Regions from separate parts of the Canis lupus genome. Here region 2 is linked to region 1. The links are chromatin contacts, called in public Hi-C maps. All regions are on one chromosome and are shown on one strand. Each heading gives the region's core, a stretch centred on a gene start, on an enhancer-like site or on the middle of the called end of the contact. The rest is flanking DNA. Distances are from core to core; before and after follow the strand shown.

What was found. A called contact is a pair of places that touch in the nucleus more often than the background predicts.
Region 2: a contact with region 1 is called in a Hi-C map of blood, with 5 times the contacts expected there. The contact joins two enhancer-like sites. A contact is called at or near these places in 3 of 9 Hi-C or Micro-C datasets (blood and liver).

The regions. Positions count from the first base shown.
Region 1 is chr2:36,928,394-36,933,191 of UU_Cfam_GSD_1.0, reverse strand. All of the region lies in intron 10 of ARHGAP26 (rho GTPase-activating protein 26), which reads right to left. Among named protein-coding and RNA genes, the nearest start is that of ARHGAP26, 150 kb to the right of the region's middle. Within about 2 kb of position 2,836, at least 5 of the 20 cell types and tissues checked have an H3K27ac peak or open chromatin away from gene starts, as enhancers often do. A contact at or near this core is called in blood, where this site is marked.
Region 2 is chr2:36,985,347-36,990,144 of UU_Cfam_GSD_1.0, reverse strand. The region is part of intron 11 of ARHGAP26 (rho GTPase-activating protein 26); the gene reads right to left. Among named protein-coding and RNA genes, the nearest start is that of ARHGAP26, 210 kb to the right of the region's middle. Within about 2 kb of position 1,949, at least 2 of the 20 cell types and tissues checked have an H3K27ac peak or open chromatin away from gene starts, as enhancers often do. A contact at or near this core is called in blood, where this site is marked.

The DNA of each region.
Region 1 (4,798 bases), core at 1,587-4,086:
GACTCAAATGCCCACTTCCCACCATGAGCCCATTTAGTATGTCAGAATGAATGTCTGCAGACTACTGGCAGCTATGGCTCCATAGAGCTGATCCTTGGCTTGCAGTTGTGGAGGACTGCTTCTACCGTTCCACCTCAAGCGCAATGCTTTAACAGCATATAGAAAAAAAAAGTCTACAAAGCTGCAGTCTACCACAGAATTCTCGAGGTGCTGGACCTGAACTTTTGAATGTTGCTCAAAGTGCTGTGCCTGGACCACCAGCTTCAGAATTGGGCATTCCCTTAAAACGGAGATTCTCAACCTGAAACCACCTTAATGAATCTGAAGTTCTGGGCTAGGTCTGGGAATTTGGGTTTTCACCAACTCCACAGGTGATCCTGTGCACAGTTAGGTCTGAGGCTCACTGCCCTGGCTGGCCACAGGCCCCCACCCTTTCCTTCCTGTCCCCCAACACTTAAGAGCAAAGACACCCTCCAGTATACACTACGGTCAAGCAGCCAACAAGTCTCCAGTTCATTTCCTGCTAGGTGCTCACCAGCAAACAGTGAGACCACAATAGTTGCCTAGCATACCAAGATTTCAGGGACCTTGCAGATGTCACATCAACTTCATGGCACACAGTGTGATATTTCCACCCAGAGCCACAAAGAGGAAGTTCAGACAAACTCAGAGGCCACTTGGCCCTAGTAACCAGGAAAGTCAACAGGATTTGTTTTCATTTCAAGAAAAAATATCAAAATGTAAGTTCTTTTCCACATGTGGTTTTGTTCCCCTTTTTTGTGGGAGTGGGTAGTACAGAACTGAATAAGATGGATTTAATATTTAGTTCTAATCCTATCTCCCAAGTTCAGGTAATTTTCTCTCAGTATGACCTCTGGATCACAGTACTATCCTTTCTAGGCATCTAGAAAACACTCTGTTGGCTCCAAGTTTCTTCTCCTTCATTACAATTTAAACTATAATTACATAAATCTCTTATGTGTGTTAATTTCCAAGAACCAAGGTGAAAGGGTCAGCTTTATTTTGGAATCAAGCAATAAGTCTCTTTCCATATTCCCCCTTTGTTCCTACTAGCCACCATTCCTCTAAACAAAATAAAATGGGCAAAACTCTCTATGATCCTGTACTTTCTATGTCAGTCCCTGTAAGATAGGACACATTTCTAAGGGCACCAGCTTATTAGTTCATACTTTAAATGCATCTGGCTTTTCACAACAAAAATGGAGAAGGGGAAAGGGAAAGAGAACTCCAGAGGCAGGTGTTCAGTGAGCAAGGGAAAATATAAAACAATGAAAGAAAACTGAAGTAAATGAGCTCTTTCTAGTTCTACAAAGAATTATGAAACTATCAAAACCAGAATGGAATTAAAACTATAATAATAATAACTTAGGAGGATGTGTCAGGTGCTGTGCTAAGCACTATACATAAATTAACTCATTTAATCTAGACAACTACATCATGTGCTAAGTATGCTCTCATTACCCCACTGAGCAGATGAAAAAACAAAAGGTCAAATAGGTTAAAGACCTTGTCCACAGTCTCAAGAGCCAGGATCTCAACCCAGCAGTCTATTGCTTCACCCTTGGACACAAGACCACAGCAAATGTAAAGTTGCCCTAGCCCAAAAAGAGCAGATATTGACCACTCAAGTCCTCCACCATCAAAAAGAACTAGACCCTCCTCTAAGCACCACAGTGAGTTGGCAGTATGGTCTACTAGTTTAAAGATGATTGGGACGCCTGGATGGTTCAGTCAGTTAACTGTCTGCCTTCCACTCAGGTCATGATCCCAGGATTCTGGAATAGAGCCCCACATCAGGCCCCCTCATATAATAATGAAAAACACAATCGAGACACAAAGACTACTAACAGTATGATTCCATTGATATGATGTTCAAACTCTAGTCAACGTCATTTATAGTGACAGAATTCAGAACAGTGATTTCATCTTGGGGAAAAGGTATGACAATGACCAGAAGGAAGCCTTCTCAGGTAACAGCAATGTTCTTTCTATAACCTGATCAGGGTGGTTACACAGGTAGGGGTTGGGGGGTTGTCATAAAGATATGGACTTAAGATTTGTGCATCTTACTGGGATTACACCTCAACTTTTTAATAAAGTCTTTTAAATACTGAAGAGAAGGACACCTGCATGGCTCAGTTGGTTAAGCGTCTGCTTTTGGCTCAGGTCATGATCCCGGAGTCCAGGGATCAAACTCCGCATCAGGCTCCCTGCTCAGTGGAGAGACTACTGTTTCTCCCTCCCTCTACTCTTATACTCTCGTACCCACCAGCCCTTTCTTTCTTTCTCTCTCTCTCTCTCTCTCTCGCGCGCTCTCTCTCTCTCCCCACCTCTCTAATAAATAAAATCTTTAAATACATATATACATACATACAAAGTGAAGAGACAGGCCTTGTCATCAATAATTTAGGCTCACTAGTTATCCTGATTCTGGTGCTTTGCTGCTGCATAAATGCCTAGAGGACAAGTAACTGAACTACTCCATGTTATCCTTTACACTGCAGATTTAAACAGTACCTACTTCAAGGAGTCATTGTGAAGGTTAAATGAGATGCTCATAAAGTTTTTCAAAGTGTCAGACACACTGTAAATGTTCCAAAAACTAGTTATCACTGGGGCCAATGGAGGTGGCACGTGGAGGGGAAAAAATGGCAAGTATGCAGTAGGATGAAAATTATGGAGGGAGAAGGCCAGGTGTATATAGTTTAAAAAAGAAAAGAAAGCAGCCACAGGTGCTTCTGATACACATGACCCCACCCCCAGAACAATCATAGACAGCACTGAAAATCACACCTCTACCACAAAAGGAGTCAAGCCAGGGGCTGCAGTGACACACAGGCTCTGACATCATGACCATTTCCTTTTTCCTCCTGAGTAAAGCATCAAAGTGGCCTACTTCCCCCTTTTGGAATTAAAGTCAGATAAATCGATAAGGACAAAGAAGGGGTCTTTAGCAAATTCTAGAAAATCTGTGAAGGAGCCCCCTCTGCCCACTAGTTGGGAAAAGTGACAAAGGACTTGCAATCCTTTTTGGAGCTCAAGCCCAAGATACAACGTATAAGATATGGCACATCATTTTGACTCTGAATAAACCCTTGGTTAGTGCTGTATCTTTACCAGCTTAAGAACTGTGAACAGTATCTGCAATTTTCTCTAAGCTGGCACTCCACCTCTCACACAACAGGGGAAGAGATGCAGACCATTACTCATCTGTCACAGGGCAAACCGCGCCCCAGCACCATAGCGCCTTCAACGCTGGCCTCCAGAAAGAGCCCATGGAAAACAGTACACTCTTCACTGCCACATCCAGGAGCTGGGACCACTGATGTCAGCTCACAGCCTCCTCAGCAGCAGACAGCAAGCAGAATCACAATCAGGCCTGACTCCAGGGCCATTCGACAGCTTTCCTGCTCTAATCTTATTCCTGAATCTGAGTCAACAATAGTGATCTCAGTGGCTTGGCAACTCCACCACTTCCTACTGGACAAGGAAATGCTGTTCCTAACTCCACCCCACTGAAACAAACACACTCAGAATCTAACAGTACTATTCTTTCTAAATCAACCTCCAAAGATCTAGAGGTTACTCATTCATAAGACTCTAAGTCTTCTGTTGGCAAAAGTTCGTCCCCCAGCTCCCAACCACACTACAGCACATGAAAGGGGCAAGTTCAGAATAAAAGAAGGACTATGGCACCTGCAGAAACACACATTCCCACAGCCTGCATGTGAATCCTATATGCTTATATAGGAAGACAGGGAATGGTGAAGGCTTGGAGAACAGGCTGCCATCCACCACTGAAAAGAGCTGCACAAGTGCCAGGGATAAGAAGTGGTCCTTTGCTTCTAAAATGCTACTGGGAAAACAGGTTCCCAACCATTATTAGGGTTCAAGGTTCAGGACATCTTCATTTACACAGAGATATGGCCAAAATCATTCCAAATAATCTTAGAGAATGACATTTCTTTCTTGTCTATGAGATTACAGACTGAAACATCTACAGAGAACAGCAAGTAAGCAAAATGAGTGAAATTGAATAAAAAAAGTATTTATTGCCTCAAGGAAAATAGGCTCAGTCTCACTTTCCTTATAACATGTAGCCCTTTATATTTTCTTTTGCACATTTACTTTCTGATAGTCACAGGAACAAGAGTATTTCTGCTCTATGGGAAAAACAACAGTGCAAGTGCAAGGCAAAGTGGAAGCTGTCACCTGTCATCATAGTGAAACAATAGGGCATGGTGGGGACTGCAGCAAAGTGGAAAATACATACATGCCCCGCGGAGAGGGAGTGTCTACCTCTCAGCTCTATAAACAGCTGGCACACAGGGAGGGGGATCAACATTGCCAGATTTTTCCAACTTCAACATGCTGGTTCAAACATTACTCAAGCCAAACCAAACAGGTCTGTGGACCGCCAGTTTGCAACTTCTAGTGTTTGTGTCTGTCCTCCTCTGCCTCTCTACCTGAACTCCATCCTAAGTTATCATGGCATATGATAAAGTCATCTGATACACCAGAAGAGTGGTGTGTGTCTGTATTCTTGATTCATCTCACATTAAAATTCAGCAGAGCATCTCTAGCTCTTAAAAACAAGAGGAACATAGGCTACTTCCCCTTTCCCCCCCAATACTCAGGACCCTCTGTCATCACTGGAGGGCAACATTAATCTACTTGGAGATAAAATTTTAACAATATGCACAGCTATACATATGCTGAGATAATGACCCCCTGAAGAAGCTCCTTGTGCATTACAGATCCTTCTTCATGAAAAGAT
Region 2 (4,798 bases), core at 700-3,199, 58 kb before region 1:
CTGAGTGCAGAGCCCAATGTGAGGTTCAGTCTCACAACCCTGAGATCATGACCTGAGCCAAAACCAAGAGTGGGACACTTAACTGACTGAGCCACCCAGGCACCCTTGAGCATGTTTTCTTTTTTCTTTTTTTTTTATTATTATTTATTTATGATAGTCACACACAGAGAGAGAGAGAGAGGCAGAGACACAGGCAGAGGGAGAAGCAGGCTCCATGCACGGGGAGCCTGACGTGGGATTCGATCCCGGGTCCCCAGGATCGCACCCTGGGCCAAAGGCAGGCGCCAAACCACTGCGCCACCCAGGGATCCCGAGCATGTTTTCTTGTTATAAAGTCGAGCTAAGTAATAACACTCTGAGGGGGTCCTGGGAGAACTAAAATAGCCCCACAGTACCTGCAAGTACTCAAAAATGCTATTTCCACAAAGATTTTCTAACTGACTTCATGGCTGCAGACCAACCTTTTGCTTTGGCCTCTCACTGCTCTGACAGTCTATTCTACACAGTTTAATACTTCAAAATACAATTTCTCATTTTCCATTATTTCTAATCTGCAAATAAATCCCTTATGATTAGTTCTGTCTTGCACTGCTATGGAGGTCCACCGGCATCTGTTTATTGTCTAAGAAGTCACTTCAGATTGAGGGACAAAGGAGTTTAAGACAAAGGATGAACATTCTTTCATCATTTTCAGTGGGTCGGAAGCAGGCTATAAGGACCCTGATAAGGAAATTATTCTTATAATGATGCTTTCCCATTTTGAGTGTCGCTGGCACCTAACGCACTTCCTATGAGAAATCTCAATTTAAGATCAGATAATTTTAAGGGGAAAGGTGAAATCATTCCTCTGGAGCATCCAGGTCACACCCACATATGCAGTCAAAGGGTGGACCGTCTATTTTAACTTGTTTCTGGTCTTGGTGAATTAAGCATGAGTGCAGCATTTCTGAAGTTACTAATGTTGATTGTTGCAAGTGCTCCTCCTCCCCACAGCATTATGATTTGCCTGCTATATAAACACTGTTGCCATAGTTATAATTCAGGAAGCTTTGTTGTTTGACCTCAAGAAAAATTCAACCTCAAATCAGGATAACACTGACTCTCTACACTGACAATAGACCATCAGAGGGTAGGACCTGCCAAATTCCTTCAAGCTTCTAGAAGGAACTACTGTATTTTGGGTAACAAGCGAGCAACAAGAAGAGGAAACGCTGCAACATTATGCAATTTCCTTGCATTTCATATTCAGAAATCCTGAAAACCCCTATAACCAACTTCCCCAGCTTTCAACCCAAGATTAGAGTCATAGCCAATATAAACAAACCCAGATGCAAAAGAGGAAAATGAAATCTAAGTAATGTCCAAGTAAGAAGAGTATTTCAGGAAAATTTTAAGGGCACCAGAAAAAAAGAAGCTCACTTGACAGCAAATGCACAATAATAAGTAGATGGTGATATGAGCTGTCACGTATGTAGGATGTGGTCAGATCTTACTGAGAGGAGTCTTCTGGCTTTAACACTTCCTGGCTGCACATTGACGTAACATTAAAAAGTGTGTATGAACCCACTAGCCCATCAGCATAATGCTTCTACCTCTTCATTTGCCAGACAAAAATTGCAATCTTAAGCAGAAAATTTCTTTCTATATTCCTCTGCCTGTCCCTCAACCTCCCTTTAATATCTTTGGAAATCATGGCACAGCTTGATCAGAAGAGGGAACCTTGTTCTTCTATACTTTGGAAAACTGCAAATGGGAAATTTTTTGGTACAGCACACATGATCCAAAAGTTGGAGCTGTGAGGTTCTGCTGCCAGTGCAAGGCCCTACCCAGGAGAAAGGACAGCCAGACAGTGAATCACTGTACAAAATTCACTCCTTTCAACTTCCAGTCCTTTGTCCTTCAGGCAACCTGAGGCAAGTGGCATTTATAATGATCTTATTAATCCCTGCAAAACACCCCTTTCAGAAGCAGGAGGGAAATTCATCCAACACAGACACAGGTGACTTCTTTCCTTGCCACAGACAACTGTGAGGTCAGAGTACTGCATTTCTAGATAGATGATGACTCAGAGCTGAGTTTCCTCACATACAGGTCCTACCTTAAATCTAGGAATAAACCTGATGTTAACCCAGCATATGCAGCAAAGGGTTCTGGGAATATTCACTTTGATTTCTTTGCTCTGAGCTGGTAAGGAGGGGATCCCTAGCTCCTTGACTGAGGAATCTATTTTCCTACAACACTCAAGTAGCAGAATAGGGTTTACAAATTGGAAAGATAGATTCTAGTATCCTTTCTGGCTCTATAGAGGTTAAAAGTTATTAGACTGGGCCCTATGTTATCTCCAGACAATGTCAAAGAGAGGTTTATCAAGATACTACATGATTTCCCATACAATGTTTGGAGTAAAGGGTAAGGTTGGACTATCAGAGCCCTTGTCTTCTGGTTACCCAGAGTATTCATTCGCTTGTCTTTAGGCAAGTGTACCCTGCTCTCCTTGCAAGGGTCTACACCTCTCCATCACAGCCAAAGGTCAGTCTACTTCTGACTCCAGGGGTAGATAGATAGTATGACTTAGGCCAGGTTGGCCAGAGCAGCATGTTTACTCTCTATTCTCAACACTTACTTTAAAAATTTTTCAAACTTACAGGAAAAAAGCAACAGTGAACACATACAACCCATCACTTCCATACTACCATTACTAATATTTTACTACATTTTCCTGATCATATATCCAGCCATCTCTCTGTATTATCCACCAATCCAATATATTTTTGATAAATTGTTGCAAACATTAACACTTCCCATCTAAGTGCTTGAATATGCTTATCATTTATTAAAGTTAAATAGTGGTTTATCAGGTTTTCTCAAGGTAAAAGCTATCTACAATGAAATACACAATTTTAAAAATTTATTTATGTATTTTAAGAGAGCATGAGCAGGAAGGGCAGGGAGCATCTCAAGCAGACCCTACAATGAGCATGGAGTCCAATGAAGGGCTTGATCTCACGACCCTGAGATCATCACCTGAGCAGAAACCAAGATTTGAACACTCAACTGACGGTCACCCAGGGGCCCATGAAGTGCACACTTCTTAAATGAGTTGCAATGATTTCATATGTCCATGTACCTTAAAAACCCACATTAAGGCAGAAACTTTTCCATCACTTCAGGCAGTTCCCCTGTCAGGCGTCTTGCAGTCTTCCTCAAAACACTCCAGCACCCACAACACACACATGCTCACGTACCCGTGCAACAAATGTTCTGTTGTGGTATACTCCCACCATTAGTTCTGCTTGTTCTCAAACATCAGACAAAGGGTGTCACACAGTTTACACTCTTTATGATCTTAGTTCACTCACATTACATTTGTGAGAGTTGTCCATATTGTGGCATGAATCAGTACTTCTGATCCTCTTTATTGCTGAGTATTATTTTATTATTTGGCTATATCGCTGTTCATTGATTCCCTATTCATGGACACGCAGGGTATTCCCTCTTTGTCTTTGGCTATCATAGACAAACAAAAACATTTGGAGTGTCTTCAAGTCTTTTTGAGGACATGGGCTTTCATTTCTCATGTGTAAATAACCAAGAGTGGAACTTCTAGGTTATAGGATATGGGGATGTTTTTTGTTAGTTAGTTAGTTATGAGGGAGAGAGGAGAGGGGTGGGGAGGAGCAAAGGGAGAGGGAGAGGAAGAATCCCAAGCAGACTCTGAACTGAACATAGAGCCCAATGTAGGGCTCAATCTCACAACCCTGAGATCATGACCTGAGCCAAAATCAAGAGCTGAACCAACTGAGCCATCCAGGCATCCTGGGGAGTTTTTTGGTTAATGAATGAGAAACTGCCAACCTTTTTTCCAAAGTAATTGTTTTATACTCCTACCAATAATGTCTGAGTGTTCTGATTGCTCACATGCTCATCAACACATGGTGCTATTGGTCTTAATTTTAGCCATTCTGGCAGGCATGTAGTAATACTTCACCATGATTTTTTTTTAAGATTTTATTTATTTATTCATGAGAGACACAGAGAGAGAAAGACAGAGAGAGAGAGACAGAGAGGCAGAGACATAGGCAGAAGGAGAAGCAGGCTCCCTGTAGGGAGCCCAATGTGGGACTCGATCCTGGGAACCCAGGATCACACCCTGAGCCAAAGGCAGACACTCAACCACTGAGCCACTCAGGTGTCCCTCTCCATGGCTTTAATCTGCATTTCCCTGATGACTAATGATGTTGAGTACTATTTTGAAAATAAGCTTACCAGACATTCTTAATCTTCTTTTGTGAGGCATCTCTCCAAGTCATTTGCCCATCTTTTAGTACAGTTGCTCTTTTTATTACTAAGTTTTATGAGCTCTCTATACATTCTGGATATATCCTCTGTCAGATGTACATTTTGCAAATATTTTCTCCCATTCTGTAGCTTGCCAATGGACTTTCTCAATGATACCTTTTGATAGCACAAGTTCTTAGAGTCAAATTTAGTCTTTTTTTTTTTTTTTTTTTTTGAGATCGATTTCTTTCTGTGTCCTATTAAGAAACCTCTGCAGATGCCAGATAACAAAGATTTTGCACAGTGTTTTCTTCTGGAAACTTCACAGTTACAGGTTTTATGTTTAAAGTTAATGATCTATCTTGAATAAATTTCCCTAGTTCCCATGGTTTGCAAATGTAATTTACAGGTGCTTCTGAGTCACAGCCCAGATCTGAAACTCACTGGTTTAAAATACAAATTCAGTAACGAGTAGCACCAACTTACCCTTATTCCACTTCTCCCCATCCCCTAGAAAGTT